3 separate regions of the Zea mays genome follow, and all the other regions are linked to region 1. The links are chromatin contacts, called in public Hi-C maps. All regions are on one chromosome and are shown on one strand. Each heading gives the region's core, a stretch centred on a gene start, on an enhancer-like site or on the middle of the called end of the contact. The rest is flanking DNA. Distances are from core to core; before and after follow the strand shown. Region 1 holds the start of LOC100384451. Region 2 holds the start of LOC100278124. Region 3 holds the start of LOC100284749 (fasciclin-like arabinogalactan protein 8).

The links. Hi-C and Micro-C count contacts between places; a contact is called where the count stands out from the background.
Region 2: a contact with region 1 is called in a Hi-C map of tassel, with 3 times the contacts expected there. The contact joins the promoter of LOC100278124 here to the promoter of LOC100384451 in region 1. A contact is called at or near these places in 3 of 25 Hi-C or Micro-C datasets (ear, leaf and tassel).
Region 3: a Hi-C map of endosperm shows a contact between it and region 1, with 2.4 times the contacts expected there. The contact joins the promoter of LOC100284749 here to the promoter of LOC100384451 in region 1. A contact is called at or near these places in 4 of 25 Hi-C or Micro-C datasets (bundle sheath, ear, endosperm and 1 more).

Annotation. Positions count from the first base shown.
Region 1 is chr7:135,572,574-135,576,382 of Zm-B73-REFERENCE-NAM-5.0, forward strand. LOC100384451 reads right to left here and starts at 1,804. Exons shown (of 8, transcript NM_001176987.2): 1 at 1,270-1,804; 2 at 773-840; 3 at 539-627; 4 at 283-448; 5 at 1-179. The coding sequence starts at 1,546. It also overlaps a transcript of LOC100285233 not described here.
Region 2 is chr7:135,794,632-135,798,440 of Zm-B73-REFERENCE-NAM-5.0, forward strand. It overlaps LOC100278124, which reads left to right and starts at 1,653. Exons shown (of 4, transcript NM_001151503.2): 1 at 1,653-1,808; 2 at 2,077-2,307; 3 at 3,622-3,809. The coding sequence starts at 1,686. LOC103632906 reads left to right here. Exons shown (of 4, transcript XM_008654620.3): 4 at 683-781. The coding sequence ends at 781.
Region 3 is chr7:135,753,085-135,756,893 of Zm-B73-REFERENCE-NAM-5.0, forward strand. It overlaps LOC100284749 (fasciclin-like arabinogalactan protein 8), which reads left to right and starts at 1,959. Exons shown (of 1, transcript NM_001370679.1): 1 at 1,959-3,016. The coding sequence starts at 2,049. The coding sequence ends at 2,855.

The DNA of each region.
Region 1 (3,809 bases), core at 554-3,053:
CGGCGAAGAGCTCGAACCAGGCGTCTGCCCAGATCCTCGATTTCAGGGGTAAATCTCAGGGCATTGTAGTTGACGCGACACCGCAGTCTCTGCATCTCCACGGGCAGGCCGTTGTTCGCGAGCCGGGCATCCGTCCTGTTCAGGTGAACGACCTTGTACTTCTTTACCAGAGGCAGAATCTGTTTTTTTTCCCCACCACCACACCACCCAATGAAACAAACAGTCTTCACCTGGTTTCGGATTCGGTTTCAGCTCGCGATGTTAAGGAGGACGCGACCGAACCTGACGGCGGTAGTAGCCGATGTCGGACCAGCTGACTGGTGGCAGGGACCGGAGGGATCCCATCTCCACTCTTCTCTTGAGCCTCGGAGGCAGCTGCTTCAGGATCCGGACCTCGTCTCTCAGCGACGCTATGAAGTAGTCCACGTCAAATATGTCTTGGAAATCGCTGCGAAAGAATAAACCGAAGAAAACGGTTCTTTTTAGAAAGGGAACAGAAAAGAGAATCGGTATAGAAAGAAAGAAAGGAAAATAGTACCTGGGATCAGCCCAAAATGAAGCCTTATCCAACTCCGGTACGATGAGAGTAACGTTCAGATACCTTGCGATGGTTACCATGTCACAAATCTGTCTCAACAACAACAACAAGAAATAGGTGGAACCTTGAGGCCTGAATTTTCAGTATCAGACACATTATAAAGCTTAACGATGGCAGACATTCATAGATGTAACTTGTGACAATTGTATTTAGATTTCGATACACAGTGCTTACTGCTGCTCGCATCTGGTTAAGCCCGCCGTTGCAGGAGACCATCAGATAGCCGTTGTTCCTGTAGATTCCTGCACGTAGTATTGGTAAAAATCAAACGATCGTCCATGCTTTTACTGGTGCCTTGACGTAATGCGTAGGTACATGAAGTCATGAAAAATACATGGAGCGGTCAAATGGAATTAATCTGCAGAGCTAGGCCGGCAAATAAATTGGCCGGTGACTAGACAAAGCGAACACAGAATTGAATTGGACTAGAAATAACCTACATCGAATACGTACACTGCAACTGAAATGAGAAAGATTAGACAATTCAAAGTTCACTGAGGGGGGAGGTTGTGGGGAGAAGATGATCTCTTCGCGGTAAGAAGGGAGAAACGACTCACACCGAAAGTTCTCAAAGGGGAAGGACAGAACCAAGAAATTCCTGACCAATGGAAGAAGAGAAGCTTGATTCCAAAAACAAAAAAAAAACATGAACCAAGAAGCCACCAACTTACTTTTGGGTGGGAGCACCACCAAAGCGCGCGCTGCCTGCGTCTGGCCGGCGTCCGCCACACGCTCCGATGGCCTCTGCACGACGTGCGGCTGGTTGAGGCAGCCAGGCCACCTGGAGAGCACGCTGGGCGCCCAGAGCTCCCGGTAGGCCGCGAGCTGGACGAGGCACGTCCAGAGCAGCACGGTGCTGGCGCGCGCGACCCACAACCTCACCCGCGCCGACGAACGCCGCGCCTTCTCGGACTTCCCGCCTCCTCCTCCTCCGCCGCCGCCACCCATCTCATCCGAGGCACGACGAACGTCCCTCGTAGAGTCCTAGGCCACCTGAATAGTGTGGTTGAGGCTCTTGCGATCTTCCGTGTCCAAAGCTTAGTTCTTCTCTCTCGGTGGGTGTATTGCCTCGCCTTCCTTTACGATTATCGGCCCGGCCGCCGGCCCTTACCAAGAAAAAAAAAACAGTGTGCGCGCGAGCGGACGTGCCGGCGTGGCCGTGAGAGGTGAGAACTGCGGCGGCGGGGCAGGGGGCGCGTGTCAAGTTCGCGCCCGTGTGGATGGCCGCCCAGCTTGGCTTATTTGTACGCGCACGGGGCCTGTCCGTGTGCAAGAGCCGAGAGGGAGGCCTGAGACCCTGCGTGGGCAGAGGCTACGGGCCTGTGAGGGGAAAACCAATGTGCGGGGTCTGTATGTCGGGGGAACAGTGGACATGGACTCGGTGCAGGAAGCCTCCGGTTTGACTTCAGCACGCGCATTGGACAACTACAGATGCGAGTCGAGTGCATCTAGTTTTGTCCGAACCCAATTTTAAAGCATTAACTAGTGTAGTGCTAATATCTAAAAGATAAATGTTTTAAATTTAAAAGATGTATATTGTAAAGATAGGTTCTCAACAAAGAAAAAGTCTGTTAACGTCGGTTTGTGCTGCCAGAAGATTTTGAGATTGCTAATAAAAATTCCGGCTTATATATAAGATAGACTGAGATATATGAGACTGGAGATATATCAGAGAAAAAACGGGTCATCTGCAACTAGTGACACTGGCATGTGGGGCAGGATTAGGCTATGACCCGCACGGCACTTTTGAATGTTCTGGCCTGCCAAGTGCCAAAGAGAAATAAGATGCCACAAATGGGAAAGTTAAAAAAAAAGGAGTGGATGACAGCCGGAATGTCCGTGGGGCTGCTTCTGTGCATGGATCCCATGGAGCCATCCAAAAACCGAGGGGGGCCTCATCGTCTTCAGCTTGAGAAAGGCCAGTGAGCCACCCCTGGCTGGAGCCAGGCATCGCTTTGCGTATAGGGAGAGGAATGTTTGCTCTGGACCAATCGCTGCGAGATTGCTCTTCTTCTCGCAACGGCATCACATTTGGCGTGCTACCAAACTGGCACTGGGTTGGAGCAATAGCGGTAAGATTCTGGTATCGTCTTCAACAGAAAACTTGTCTGATTATCAGGGTTATACTTGCATAAGCAGCTGGCACGCGGTCGTCACAATTGACACGTAAGGTTTTCTTCTGTCAAACAAACACTTCTGGGAGCAGCTGTCTAACCTAGCCTGAACCTGTCGACTTATTATCGTCTAGGACACGATCAGACATGGCAAGGCGTGAACTGATGAGTCAGTACAGGATGAACCTGACACGCGCGCTCTTGCTCCCCCACTCTCCCCGTTGGTAGCCACCCTTCAAGCGAGCTCTACCACCTAGAGTGCCGTTTCTGCGAAGAAGAGACGGTGCTTTTCACTGTTACTATCTCCTCCCTAAAAATAAAACCATTTCTTAGAACTATGCCAAACTATATTGTACTTGACCAACTTTATGGGAGATGGTAAGATCGTTTACAACACCAAAATAAGCATATTATGCAACGTTATTTCATGATGCGTCTAGTGCTGGTATTGATTTGGTCTCGCAGATATTAATGTTTTTTCTCCTTCTTCTATAAATTCGATCAAAATTAAAATAATTCGAATTAGGAGTTACTCCTACTTAGAGGTTGATTTCATTTGGAACGGATCCAAGATGCATTCATTAACCGAGTAAGGGCTCGTTCGGTTGATATGGAATGGACTACCGGAACTGTTACTGGCCAGATTGCTTTTCTAATTTGTATAAGTTTTTATCAACAGGAACAATTCTTGGTGCGTTCCTGCAGAATCGAACAGGCCCTAAGGTGGTTTACTTCCACTCTACGACTATCACTACTCCCTATATCTGTATCACCAATGCATCAACACTGACACCAAGGAGCTTGAAAGACAATCCACGTACTATAGCAACAGGTGGGAGCAAATAAACCATAGCAATAGAACAATCACCACGCATTCCAAAGGTGACGCAATAATCGCGTCATCATAGAAACCAACGCAGCCGGCGTCCTGCGTTTTCCAGCAAGCAAGCGGTGCTCTGCCTCTGCCTCAGACGTACTAACACAAAAGCACTGGCTGTGTAGCAGTGCTCAACACAGCAGTCGGACAAATAAAGTAACGCCTTCTGAAAAAAAAATGCATACATATGTGTTTCTCAATTTTGAAGAAGCGATTTTAT
Region 2 (3,809 bases), core at 403-2,902, 220 kb after region 1:
TCCGATGCCAGGCGGTAAAAAGGAGAATTTCAATTACGCACATTCTTCTCTTAGAAATGTTATTGAGAGGTCATTTGGTGTGTTGAAAATGAAATGGAGGATTCTATTGAATCTCCCTAGTTATCCAATGCCAAAACAAAGCAAAATAATTATGGGATGCATGGCACTTCATAATTTTATTAGAGAGAGTTATCTGGGAGACAAGGACTTTGATTTGTGTGACCATGATGAGAATTATGTTCCTGAAATTGGTGAGTCATCTACTGCCGGTGCAATTAGTCAAGACGTCGTTTCAGTTCAAGGTGAAGACGACTACAATATGAATGAATTTCGAGAATGGATATGTGATGGTTTGTTTAGTAGAATGTAAAATGCATTGTGTGTAATAAATTTGTGTATCGTTCTGGACTGTTCTATTATTTGAAACTCATTTGTGGCAGCTTCTCAGTTTGGCATTTGGAATATTTGAAATATATTTAAAATATATTTGTGGTTTGTTCATATTGGATGCAATGAAACGAGAGAGATCTTGTAATTTTTGCTTCTGTTGTGCAAGCAGTTGCAGTTTCCTTTTGGTGGCATTTGATTTATAATATATTTCACAGTCGCATTTGTAAACAGTCGTATTTGAAATATATTTCAGTTCACAGGTGTTTGTATTTCAGTTTCAAATATATTTCAGTTTCAAATATATGCTCAGCAGCACAGTTCAGTTCAGCAACACAGTTTCAGCTCAGCGCACAGTCTTATTTGCAAGCAGCAGGGGCAGGGGCAAGAGTGAGGGCATTTTGGTATTTGTATACTGCTTTAACTGTGTTTAGCTCATGTTTAGTCTCTAGAACCAAACAGGGTAGGGACTAAAGATTAGTCTCTTGACTAAACTTTAGTCCTAGGACTAATAAAACCAAACAGCGCCTAAGGCCCTTTTTGCTAGGTTCTTTCAAGGGCTCTGTCAGCAGCTCCTCCACATAATCTATTAGGACATGTACAGTGGTAGTATTTAATATATAGAGACTTTTGAAGTGTTTAAAGTGGTATTTGCAAAAAAAAAATCGTGGTGTTGTCTCTCTATAAAGAGATGTCTCTGGCTCGTAACCCAAATAGCAACAGAAGTATTATTTATAATTGTACGAATTCGTCTTCTGTTCTGTCGATCTGATGTTGTATGAAAGCATTTAATTCTGTATTTATTAATTCACTATTTTTATATACACTCTATTGTATAATAAAGTCTTTTAATTGTCTTTTATGTTTGAAGAACTATTTTAGTGTCTCTCCATTATATATGTCTGGTAGGCTTTTTTATTGACTTCTCCATAAAAATAGGAAGAAGATGTGCCTAGAAACTAAGCGAAGCCGAAAGCCTAAAAAGATGCTTTTTCGGTTCTTCATGTCATTCCCTCTGCTATAAAAATAGGAGTTATGTTTATAATAAAATAGGGTGATCCTTTAAAAGCTCTTTTTGAACATAAGAAAATATTTATTTAGAAGAGCTAGAACAGAGCTGAAGCTCATGATACAAGAGCCCTGTTGTGAGTGCTACGTAGCATGTGTAGATGGACTAGGACTATTTGTGGCGGTACCAAACGAGCAAAACCCCAGAGGTAGGAGCACGAGTCATGAAGTAGCACTGTCGCATCAGGCCGACAGCCGTTCGTACAACCTAAAAGAAGGGAAGCAGAGCAATGCCAACGCGGCGGGGGCGGACCAGGAAGGGCGAACGCCGGATCGACGCGGCCATCGACCACTTCGTCGTCATGGGCTACGACGCACGCGACATTAGCGCCGTCGTTGCTGATCTCCTCAAGGTGATTTTCGATTACGTCCTCTCCCTTCTTAGTTCTTTTTTCCTGCAAGCAGCATCGTTGGGCTATGGCGGCGTTGTAGGGTTTTGGTTTCCTGTTTCTCCGCGGATCGATTGGGGGTCCGAAATCTGCTGCTTTTTTTTGTGCCTTGGACAGCCAGTTCCAAGGCGTTCTCTTGTGTTTGCGGCGATCGGCGCTTCAATTCGAGTGTGAATGAATGAATGCGCTAGCTGATCGATCAATTGTGGTTTTTCCACTGCTATGGCTGTAGGTGTACGGGGGCCCTGATGCGTGGCCCTTACTGGAGGAAGGCTCCTACGAGGTTGTGCAAAACAGGCTCTTCGAGATTGAGGACGAGGAGAAGCAGAAGCAGGACCAGCAGCTGCTGCTGGAGCACCACGACCAGCAGCTGCTGCTGGAGCACCACGACCACCAGCTGCTGCTGGAGCACCACGACCAGCAGCAGCTTGATTGCCAGCAAGTGGAGGATGAGCGTCCTCAGGTTGGGTGATTCCTCATTTCTTTTTGTGGTCTCTCTCAGTAACCACGTGGTCTCTCCTTATCGAAAGACCCATGCATGGTTTGCCCAACATGTCTACTAAAGACCCATCATCATCCATGGTTTCTCAGTTTGACCTCACTGCTGCAAGGCCACCTAGTTTCAATTGTGAATACGTGGAGATTGACATCTGAAAATCTGAATCTTCCTGCAAACCAAGACACATCTTTTGTCCGTTAGCATTCATGCCCTGACGTCTCATTGTATCCGCTGTTATCACTTCGTTGGTACCGGTCCAAGTCCCACCTAACCAATGTTAAGCGGGGGACTTCTGATAATATCATTTTTCTCAACACCTCACAGGACACCTGTGTATTTCCATGTTGAAAAGAAGGTGGCCTCAACTACCAATTAGTTCGTTAGTTGGTTCAACCCAGCTAAAATCAGCTACTAGTTAGCCAGCTAATTCCACTAGCAATTTTTTAGCCAGCTAACTATTAGCTCTATTGCATTGAAACAGGCCCTAAGTAAAATATACTGACATCTTGCACATACTCCTAAGTGGTGCAAGCAACCTGCTTCACCTATTCTTCCACTGCAAGGCTTCTAACTGAGATCGTGCCACATTTTTTGGACAAACTATTCTGCTCTTTATCTCTTTCCAATTGCGTAAAACCATCATTGTATCAATAAGTTTGGTGGGTAGTTCTGAAAAAACTGGTTTCACCACCAAGTAACTTCGAGTTGGTATTAATTTTTGTTTCAACCCAACATTCTTACTTAGTTACTTGTTACTTCTGTATGTGTCCATGAACATTTCAATGCCTAAGCATGCAACGTGAACCAGTGTAAATGAAAAGTTTTATATTATGCTAAAGTAAATATAGTTGTCATTTTGTGTTTGTACAATAATCTATCTTGGATATTTCCATGACTTTTGGTATCACTATTGCCATTAAGTCCATTACGCTACAGTGATGATGTCAAATTTGATGCTGGCACAATGCAGCAAACTGAAAGTTAACCAACTGCCAGTCTGTTGTTTCTTCTAATTGTAGACCTTTCGGTGGATATTCATTAATTTATGATTATGGTTTCTGTTGTCATCCAATCGACAAATGCTTATGCATGTTGTGGAATTCTCAAATAGGATGATACAAATTTCAACACTGGTAGAATGCAGAAAACTAAAAAAGAACGAACAAACTGCCATGCCATAATACGGCATTTTATTCTAAGCAGAAACTCTGAGTCATAATATATGCATGTTGTGAAATTACTAGCGGGCTCAATTCAATATGTTTTGTACATTTGTAGCACCAAGAACCAGCAGCAGACGAGGGAGTGGAAGTCCCTATGTTCATTGAACCACAAGATAACATATCAATTTCAAAGGTACCAGCAGAGACTAAGTCAGCAGATGACGAAGTGGAAGGCCCTATGTCCATTGAACCACCTGTTTGTGAAGCTGTATTGCCACTTAATGTAGCTATAAGGACTCGCCC
Region 3 (3,809 bases), core at 709-3,208, 180 kb after region 1:
GCTCCGTTGCTCCTCCGACAGCCACGACATCACACCAGCTGGGTGCCAAGATCTCTCCGGCTGCCACATCGGCATGTACTTAGGGCGCTAGCTCTCCCCCGCTAGACACGTAGCACTCTGCTACACCCCCATTGTACACCTGGATCCTCTCCTTACGCCTATAAAAGGAAGGACCAGGGCCTTCTTAGAGAAGGTTGGCCGCGCGGGGGCGAGGACGAGACAGGCACTCTCTTGGGGCCGCTCGCTTCCCTCACCCGCGTGGACGCTTGTAACCCCCTACTGCAAGCGCACCTGACCTGGGCGCGGGACGAACACGAAGGCCGCGGGATTTCCACCTCTCTCACGCCCGTCTTCGGCCACCTCGCTTCCCCCCTTCGCGCTCGCCCACGCGCTCGACCCATCTGGGCTGGGGCACGTGGCACATTCACTCGTCGGCTTAGGGACCCCCCGGTCTCGAAACGCCGACACTATGTGTTCACAATCTGACCCGAGCCAGCAAACTGCTAGTTGCTGATGCATGCTTGTCATGCTTCTCCGCTCGCGCGGAGGCGTAAACATAGAACATTGTTGTTGGCTTCACCGCTTTACTGGACCACACTACACCTGCGACGTCGCGGCTGCAGGCGTCGAGGGCGGTGGGGAATTTGGGGTCGATTCGAATCATATGACCCTATCGAACCTGTTTAGGAGCAAGGATAATGGAGGAGGTGGAAATGCCAAAATCCCTTACCCGGAGGGCTTATTTGGGAGCAAGAATATCGAAGAAGATTAGATGGACTGAAATCCACTTGGTATTTAAAATTAAATAGGAAGAAATTTTTAACTCCTCTAATCCCCTCCGATATAGGTCAGGTCCTCAATCGTCTACATTATCCTTGCTACTAAAGGAGTCACTCGTGTCTGAGTCCTCACCTTGTGGCACATCGAGGCCGGGCCGCTGCCGCCTGCCAGTCCGCCAACACCACAGCTGGTTTCGCCGGGCACACAAGCCATCTAGCTGCATCGGATTCGATCGGAGCTTTTTGTGCTTTAGCGCGGCTGCAGCTCAACTTACCCTCGCCTGCGGTCGCCGGGGATCCAGCGGAAAGCGACGCCGGCACGTGCACTTTGCACCGCCCAGCCCAGGGGCCATTCTGCTTCAGCAGCCGTCGTCGATGCACCCGGCACACGGCCGTTGATGGCCGTCGAGAAAGCCACGGACCGGATCTAGAGACAGAGATGGCCTTTTGACCCTGGAAAACGCAGCGCAAATCCGCCACCTTTAAACTAAAAAAAACAAAAGAAGCTTCTTCACAGGCACAGTCCTACGCAGCCGTTGGAAGCTAAGATCTGGAGGAGGAGGAGGAGGAGGATGGTCTAGCTAGCAACTGTTTGCCCACATTGCATGTCTGGGGCCGGTGAGCGTATGGATTTGGATTACACTAGGCAGTCCGTGTACTACGCCCGTATAAACATTTGATGACCGGCCAATTGATGCGTGGGTAGCGTTATCATAAGACACCGGAGCACGGCAGAGCACACGCAATTAGTAGGCGTGTGAATTCTGTTTCGCTCGCTGTGGGCCACTGGGCCGGTCATCATTCTTCTCGGCTGTTTATTGGCATGCTCGAAAAGCATATGTATGCACAGCTAGCTAGAGCCAAGAAGCGGACAAGCTAATGTGTATGGTTCATCCATTCATGAGATGGGTGTTGATGGTGCTGGGCAGATCAGGAATGGCGTTGCACGGCACCAAAAATCAAGACCAAAGAGGAAAATATGGTAGGAGCGGGACAAGAAAAAAGACTGTTCAGAGGATCAATAACCTGCTACAATGACAGAAGGAAAAAAAAACAATGGCATGCCTTGCAAATAACTTGAACAGCAGGGGCCAGTGGTATCACGCTCACACAAGGAGCTGAAGTGCACGCCACCACTATCCATCCTGCTCCGGTGCTCCCACTCCCGGACTCCCCTCAGTCCCTCACTCCCACGCGCACGCATAGGCATAGCAAGCACCGCGCCCAGCCGGCCGCACCTCCGCTCCGCGCTCTCGCCCCGCCCACACAATGCGCCGCGCTGCCGCGATCCTCCTGTCCCTCGCCCTCGCAGCCGCCGCCACCACCACGGCGGCGGCGGCCGTGGCGAAGGCTCCCGTGCCGCCGCCGCCGCCGCCGCCGCCTCCGAACGTGACGGCGGAGATGGCCAAGGGCGGGTGCAAGGCGTTCGCGGGCCTGATCGCGGCGTCCCCCGACGCGTCGTCCACGTACCAGTCGGCCGTGGAGGGCGGCATGACGGTGTTCTGCCCCTCCGACGACGCCGTGCGCGCCTTCCTGCCCAAGTACAGGAACCTGAGCGCGGACGGCAAGGCGGAGCTGCTGCTGTTCCACGCCGTGCCCGTGCACTACTCGCTGGGGAGCCTCAAGTCCAACAACGGGCCCATGAACACGCTGGCCACCGACGGCGCCGCCAGGAACTTCAACTTCACGGTGCAGAACCGGGGCGACGTCGTCACCATCGCCACGGCCGCCTCCGCGCCCGCGCGGGTCAAGTCCACGGCGCTGGACGAGGACCCGCTCGCCATCTACGTCATCAGCGCCGTGGTGGAGCCCGTGGAGCTCTTCAAGCCCGCGCCGGCGCCGGTGCCAGCGCCCGCCCCCGCCCCCGCTAGTGTCGCGGACGCGCCCAGGCCCGGCAAGGCCGCCGCGGGCCGGCGCCACCCGCCGCCCGCCGCGGCCGACGCGCCCGGCCCCGCCGCAGAGGACAACGCGGCTCCCGTGGACCAGAAGGACGCCAAGAAGAGCGCGGCCGCCGGCGCGCCGTGCGCTCTGTGGTGGCTCGCCGCCGCGCTGGCCGCGGCCTCAGCATTGGCTTAGCGATCGGTGTTGTTTGTGCCTTTAGTTTTTTCTTCCGGTGTTGATCCATTGGCGTGCGATCGTGGTTTGTGATGGCGTATTTGCGAGGTTTGTGCTTTTTTTTTTCTCGATCGGGAGAAAATAGTGTATGCCTGCTTCGGTTTAGATGTTTCTTCTTGCCTTTTTTTTTCTAGTTCTACCTGTTACCACAACTAGAGTGAGGATCAGCGCGTGTTTATCAGGAGGTGTTTGTATTTTTGGTTATGATGATGACGGACGAGTGAGGTCGGGGCACTGAATTGCTGCTCTGTCTGACGGCGACGAGCTTCTGGTGGTTTCCTTGTTATCGTAGGTTAAAATCGCTGGTATGGTACGCCAATTTCTAATGTTCATGGTCAAATCTCACTAACGAAATCTGACTTGCTACGGCCTTCATCGGAGCGCATAAACAAATGCATCGCCGGATCTCCGAAGCGAGTGCCGCCCCTACGCATTCATTTCTTGCGCCCCCAGTTGTCGGTGGATGCCATTCATTCGACACTCATCGCAGGTCAAACAACCCGAGCCACACACCACAAAAGTATACTACGCCTATACTACTGCCAATAAAAGACAAGTGGAGTGTGGCAGTAATAAAAACAAGGCCCAAGTGTTGGCTCAGAGTACCAGAGCCCTGGAGCCTGGAGGGCTGACGCAGCACTGCGGAACCGTGAGCTCCACGGGGCTTCTATTCTTGGCGCCGATCATGTGCGATGGAGCACGAAAGCGAGCAGTGCGCCACCGACGAAACGGTGGGCCTCTGACGCTGGCACCGCCCGCCCACTGCGTCATCCTCCCTGCATAGCCCAAACATCTTTTGGTGCTGGAAAGTACTTTGCACCGTCGGCCATCGATCAGTCCACGCAACGCCACTACGCCAGTATCATCTCTCGTGTCAGTGCCACAAGACGATCGGTCAGACGGTCACTGCTGCGA